2 separate regions of the Mus musculus genome follow, and region 1 is linked to region 2. A link is a contact called in public promoter capture Hi-C data. All regions are on one chromosome and are shown on one strand. The core of a region is the stretch at or near the end of the contact, and the rest is flanking DNA. Distances in the headings are between cores, read along the strand shown. Region 1 overlaps Sbf1 (SET binding factor 1). Region 2 overlaps Ttll8 (tubulin tyrosine ligase-like family, member 8).

Region 1 (2,700 bases), core at 193-2,692, 390 kb before region 2:
ATGGTGAGGTATGTGGTAGGGCAGTCAGGGGAACTGCTATTCTGTCTGGGCCTTTCCACAGTGCACACTGTCCACAGCTGGTCCTGCAGGCATCAGAGCCTGGCACTAGTGATGAGGTGCCAGCAGATGACAGAATACATAATCTGTATTCTGCCACCCAGTCTGCGTGAGCCTGGCTGCTGGAGGTGCTTTGAGTTTAGGAATCCCAGTGTATCTTCCTAGGGTGGGCCTACCCAGCCTGTGGGTTCAAGAGTGGTTCAGGAACTTTCCTTTTTTGGGGGGGGGGGGATGAGACAGGGTTTCTCTGTGTAGCCCTGGCTGTCCTGGAACTCACTTTGTAGACCAGGCTGACCGCGAACTCAGAAATCCGCCTGCCTCTGTCTCCCATGTGCTGAGATTAAAGGCGTGCGCCACCACCGCCTGGCTGGTCAGGGACTTTCCATGTCTGCTTTAGTGGACCTCAGTGTCCATCCTCCATAAGCTGCCCAAAGAGCACTGCCTTGTAATATATGGCTGTGCTATCGGGATTCCTTCTAACAGGGTTGGGTAGGGAGGGAGGATGTGCCTGCTCTTGTCTACCCAGAGTTGACAGTACATCGATGGGTTAAGTACAGTCATTGCAGGTTACTCCTGTTGCCAAAAGTCTTCAGTGGGTGACAGACACAGAGGAACATGGCAAAATCCTTCATACAAATGCAAGCTAGCAGTTTGGGGTCTCAGAGGAGCCAGAGAGAGTTAACAAGGCTTCCTCATGGAAGGGCCTACTGTGCCGTAGGGCTCCGGAAGTTGTTCTGCACTTCTGACTGAAGAACCTGTTTGTTTGTGAGGTGTGAGTTGGGCAGGGTGTGGGGAAGATGGTCATATAGCTGACTACATGCATTCAACAAGCCCTAATTAGGCTGTAGTCTGTACCATGCACAGGAACGTGTTTCTGTTCAGGCTACTACAGGTGCCTGGAGAGGGGCTTATATGTGTTGTGGGAAGGGCCTCAGGGTCCTGCTATAGGACCCAGATTTAGGTAGAGAGTAGATAGCAAGCTTCTTAGAGGAGGCACTGGACTGAAACCTGAAATTCAAATCCTGGGCTGTCACAGGACAGGAAGGGCCTCAGGAGAGATGCCCACTGGGCTTCTGCCTTTATGAGGCAGTTGGGAGTCTCAGGAAAGGAGCTCTTTAGAGTGTAGAATCCTCAGAAGGCTTTCAAGCTAGTAGGAAATGGGAATTAACATTGCACAGGATGAGGGGTACTGGCAGTGGAAGGTGACCATCCTTTCTGTGCCAACTCCCCTGGGTAGAGAGGCTGCTAAAAACAACCCTCAGAAGGCTACTAGCCCTCCTGGCCTTGTGGGAAGGCTGCAGAGCAGAGGCTGCAGTCCCTGTCTGTGTACCCACCCCCCTTTCCTTCCTCCGCATGCTGCCTCGTGGCAAGAACTGGGTGAGCCCTGGGTGCCAGCCAGGGCTGGGCCCAGATGGTGGTTTAGGGCCGAGCACAAGGAGGCTCTTGCCGGAGTGGGTGGTGGGAGGAGCCACAACTGAGGGGGGGGTTAGTGTGTGTGTGTGTGTGTGTGTGTGTGTGTGTGTGTGTGTGTGTGTGTCTGTGTATCTCTGTGTGTTTTCATAGTACATGCACTGTCCAGGCCTGTTGAGGGTGGGACCTGAGGAACCCCATAGGGGTTTTATCTTGGTGGGACAGGTGTGTGGGTGTGTGTAGGTAGGCATGACACCAGCAGACACCTGTCCCTTCCTTGTCTGTTGCCTGTCGCCTGCAGGGTGTTGGTGGTAGGAGGAGGGGAGCAGGAAGCTGAGGTTTTTGTGAGTCATAATAGGCCCCTGCACCCCACCACCTCCTGCTTAGCAGCAACCTTCCTAGTGTTGACAGTCGTGGTGCTTGCTTCATGGTTCTGGAGGGATGCATGGTCTCCCATGGTTGCAGCTGAGTTCCTTTGCTTTTAGGGGACCTGGGAATTGTGTATTGTTGTGTTGAGCTTAGTGGTTCAGTATGACTGTGTTCAAGTAGACCAGGCTGGGTGGATGTGAGGCCGTAGCTCAGCAAGCAGGCCCATTGCACACGGAAGTTTTCTGGAACTTAGGCTGAGCAGGGGGATCCATGACAAGACCTTTTATGTAGGGTACCATCCCTTCACCGTCTGCTTCTGCTTCTTCCACTGGTGGGAGCATCTGTATTGAGGCTGGTCCATGGGAAGGATGGGAGAGTGCTGTGCCCTGAGGATCTTGAAGCTGTATGTGTGAGATGCAGAAGTGAGGAGGCCTGTTTTCCTTTGCATACCACAGTGGTTCTCAGCCTGTGGGCTGGGATCTCTTTGGGGTCAGATATCCTGTATATTAGATAATCACATTGCAGTTCATAACAGTAGCAAAATTACAGCTATGAAGTAGCAACAAAACAATTGTATGGTTGGAGGTCACCACAGCATGGGGAACATGAGGAATATTAAGATCGCAACATTAGGAAGGTTGAGAAGCCTACCAGACTCCATCTCATGTGTGTATGTGAGGCCAAGGAAGCCATCACACATCCTCGCCGCTGCCCTCACTTTGCCTCCTGATTTAATGGTGTAGATGAGCCCAGGCCAGGACCTTCACTCCACCTACATAGACTGTACTTAGAAGTACTTCCCTTGCTGGTACATACTGAGGGAGTCTGGGAGCTTCAGGGCTCAGAGGGGCAGCATATACTTGC
Region 2 (2,814 bases), core at 188-2,687:
AACCAGAGAACTGTGTTTCTCAAAAAAGCATTGAAAAGAGGATGAAAAATAGAAGCTGTGAACTGAAGACAGATCCACTGTCCACAAGTCCAACTGAGGTCCAGGCTCAGAAGCTGCCGAGTCAGGGGAGAGAAATGGACCAAGTTAAATTCTGGGTTTGTAGAGTGCTTCTCTCTCTTACTTGAAGCCCCGAGTTCATCCTCTAGGACGTCGTAAACTAAACGTGGTGGCCCATGCCTGTAACCCCAAACGCTCTGGTTGAACGTGACTGTCAGCCCTACCCCATGTCCTTGCTGGTGACTTCAGACTTGTAGGCAAAGGCCTGACCTAGAAGCCCATCACAATCTCGGGGTGTAAGGGCAGGGATCGGTAGAGATGTCTGAACAGCTTTCAGATTTGAGGGTACACTCCTGGCACCTGGGAGAGAGACACCTACCACAGTATCTGCAAAGACATGGGGCCAGGAGGCAGTAGCAGGAGGATCAGAAGTTCAAGGTCATCTTCATGTGCATGGCAAGTTCAAAGCTATCCTGGGATCCACGAGACTCTGCCTCAAGAATAAACCCAGAATAGACTCTTTATTAAATACAAATCAGCTGTCCAGTCAGACTAGAAAAGCAACCATTGTTGGAGCTTTCCAGAAATGCAGGTTAAAGCCAGAATGAACCCTTGGTGATAACTCCTGTAATCCCGGGAGGACCTTGAACTCAAAGCCAGCTTGGGCTATATATGAGACTTTATCTCAAAAGCTGAAAAAGGAAAAAAAAAAGAAACAACAAAAATCACCCATGATGGGAGACCTCTCTGCACACCCAGATGGCTGAATTGAAGACTTGAGACACCAAGAATTGGCCCGAATCAACAGCTCTCATGCAGCTCTGGCAGGAGTGTTGAGCAACGGCGTTTTGGAAAAGCAAGAACAGCGTGCCCTATGACCCAGATCTTCTATCCCTGCAGAAATGACGCACCCAACCTCAGATAGACTCTGTAAGCGCAGATCTGACAAACCCCAGCTGTGTCAGAGCAAGGACTGCAAATGGCACAACCATGGTCAGCTCTCCCAGCTGTGAGGCTGAGAGACACTACATAGGAGAAAAAAGAGGAGAGAGGGGGTCGGGGAGAGGGTAATGTGTGTTCATGTCTCCATCCATGGCTGTAAGTTTCAAGAAAGGCAGAGCCTATCCTTGTGGCCAAAGAATGAAAACTAGCTATCATTGGCTGGAACATAACACTTGAGGACTTCCTGAGCAGCCCATTACTGTACCTTGAGCCGGCAATAATGACACAAGAGAACGCATGAGCAAAAATGCCCAAACTTCACTTTTTCTGTTTGAGCTTTCTAAACTAATCATTTTCTTAAATTGCTACAAAAGAGAACCGCGATACTTTACCACTAGGTGGCAGCATTGGGCTCCCGTGTTACCACACTGTATGATTTTGCCTGGTGAGCAGGCTCTGTGGTGCTTTGCTCTGACTGCCCACTTAGAAGTGCCACAATCTAAGGAGCGCCTTGGGGCCCGTTTGATTCTTCTGGAGACTTGCAGATTCCCACATGGACACTTGTGCGTCAGGACCTAGAAGGCCAAGAGGCTACTCTTCATGGGACCTGCAGGGTCCCTGTCCGTTCTCAGTTGAGCACGGATGTCTAGAATCTGAGCATCCATATTGGTTTGAAAACAGGCCAGGCTCCTCCCCTATTTCAGCAATCTCTTGACTTTTACAGCTTCCATCTTATCATTATGTGATGTGGATAACACGGTGTGGTGACAGCTGAGTCCAGTGCTGGCCCACCTTCAGGGGTGACTTCCAGAACCCAGGCTCTAGTGTTCTGGATCATGAGGCTTCTTTCCCACTGGGACAGCAAAATGCTTGTTTTTCTGGAGCACAGTAGTAAATGCTATCAGGCCTTGTTGATAATACCACCCATTACACTAGTCTGGCCCAGCTCTATGGACCAGACAGAAGGTATTGTGGGGACACTGCCGGTTGTCTATACCTGTTTGCACTGTGTACTAACTGTGGCAGGGCTACCCTATCATTATAGTTAACCAACACGTAACATCTGCAGAGGAAGCTCACATTCAGTAGACCAGGGAAGTGGGCTCTGCTTGGTATCTGGCCAGCGAGAGGCAAGCTCACTCCATCACATGCCAACCTGTTCCCTGCACCCGGGGAGTGGAAGCTGACCCCACTACAACTCTTGCTGTCTTGAAACTCTAACCCACCTAGCCAGAGATTGGCATTATTCACTTTCTCCTCAATGCTGCCTCTCCTTTTCCAGCAGGCAGGCAGAACATAAATGTCTCCTGTCCCCCAAACCCTTGCTTCCACCTCCAGGGCTGCAGCCAGAATTGTGGCTTAGCCGTCGCAGGGACTTGACACTAAACATTCTCCATTGTACCAGGTCTGCCCACATATGGAGAACCTGAGAGGTACTACAGGTACTGTGGTGGACGTCTCTCTCTCCCAGGTGCCATCAGTGTACCCTCAAATTCTGAAAGCTGCTCAAACATCTCTACTGATCCCTGCCCTAATTTCCTGAGATTATGATTGGTTTCTAAGTTAGGCCTTTTCCTACAAGTCTGAAGTCACCAACAAGGACATAAGGTCAGGCTGACAGTCATGCTCACAGGACAATAAGCTGACTGCTCCTGTGGACAGGTAGGCCCTCATTGCAGTTTGGCTTCCCTTAGAAGGACCTTTCTAACAACAACAGTGCAGGCAGTATCTTCGCACAGAGACCCACCCATCTCTGGTTTTTCTTTGGTACAGGATTGGTGTCCTTTTCCATGTAGACAATCCACATGTCAGAGT

What was found. Capture Hi-C pulls out chosen DNA fragments and counts their contacts.
Region 1: a promoter capture Hi-C map of adipose tissue shows a contact between it and region 2. The contact joins two enhancer-like sites. A contact is called at or near these places in 8 of 39 promoter capture datasets (the C10 cell line, cranial neural crest, embryonic stem cells and 2 more), 2 of 115 datasets of contacts at active chromatin or transcription factors (bone marrow-derived macrophages and large pre-B cells) and 2 of 9 other capture datasets (adipose tissue and pancreatic islet).

What each region holds. Positions count from the first base shown.
Region 1 is chr15:89,309,148-89,311,847 of GRCm38.p6, reverse strand. All of the region lies in intron 1 of Sbf1 (SET binding factor 1), which reads left to right. Among named protein-coding and RNA genes, the nearest start is that of Mir6959, 4.8 kb to the right of the region's middle. Within about 2 kb of position 1,442, at least 162 of the 459 cell types and tissues checked have an H3K27ac peak or open chromatin away from gene starts, as enhancers often do. A contact at or near this core is called in adipose tissue, where this site is marked.
Region 2 is chr15:88,920,259-88,923,072 of GRCm38.p6, reverse strand. All of the region lies in intron 8 of Ttll8 (tubulin tyrosine ligase-like family, member 8), which reads left to right. Among named protein-coding and RNA genes, the nearest start is that of Ttll8, 33 kb to the left of the region's middle. Within about 2 kb of position 1,437, at least 40 of the 459 cell types and tissues checked have an H3K27ac peak or open chromatin away from gene starts, as enhancers often do. A contact at or near this core is called in adipose tissue, where this site is marked.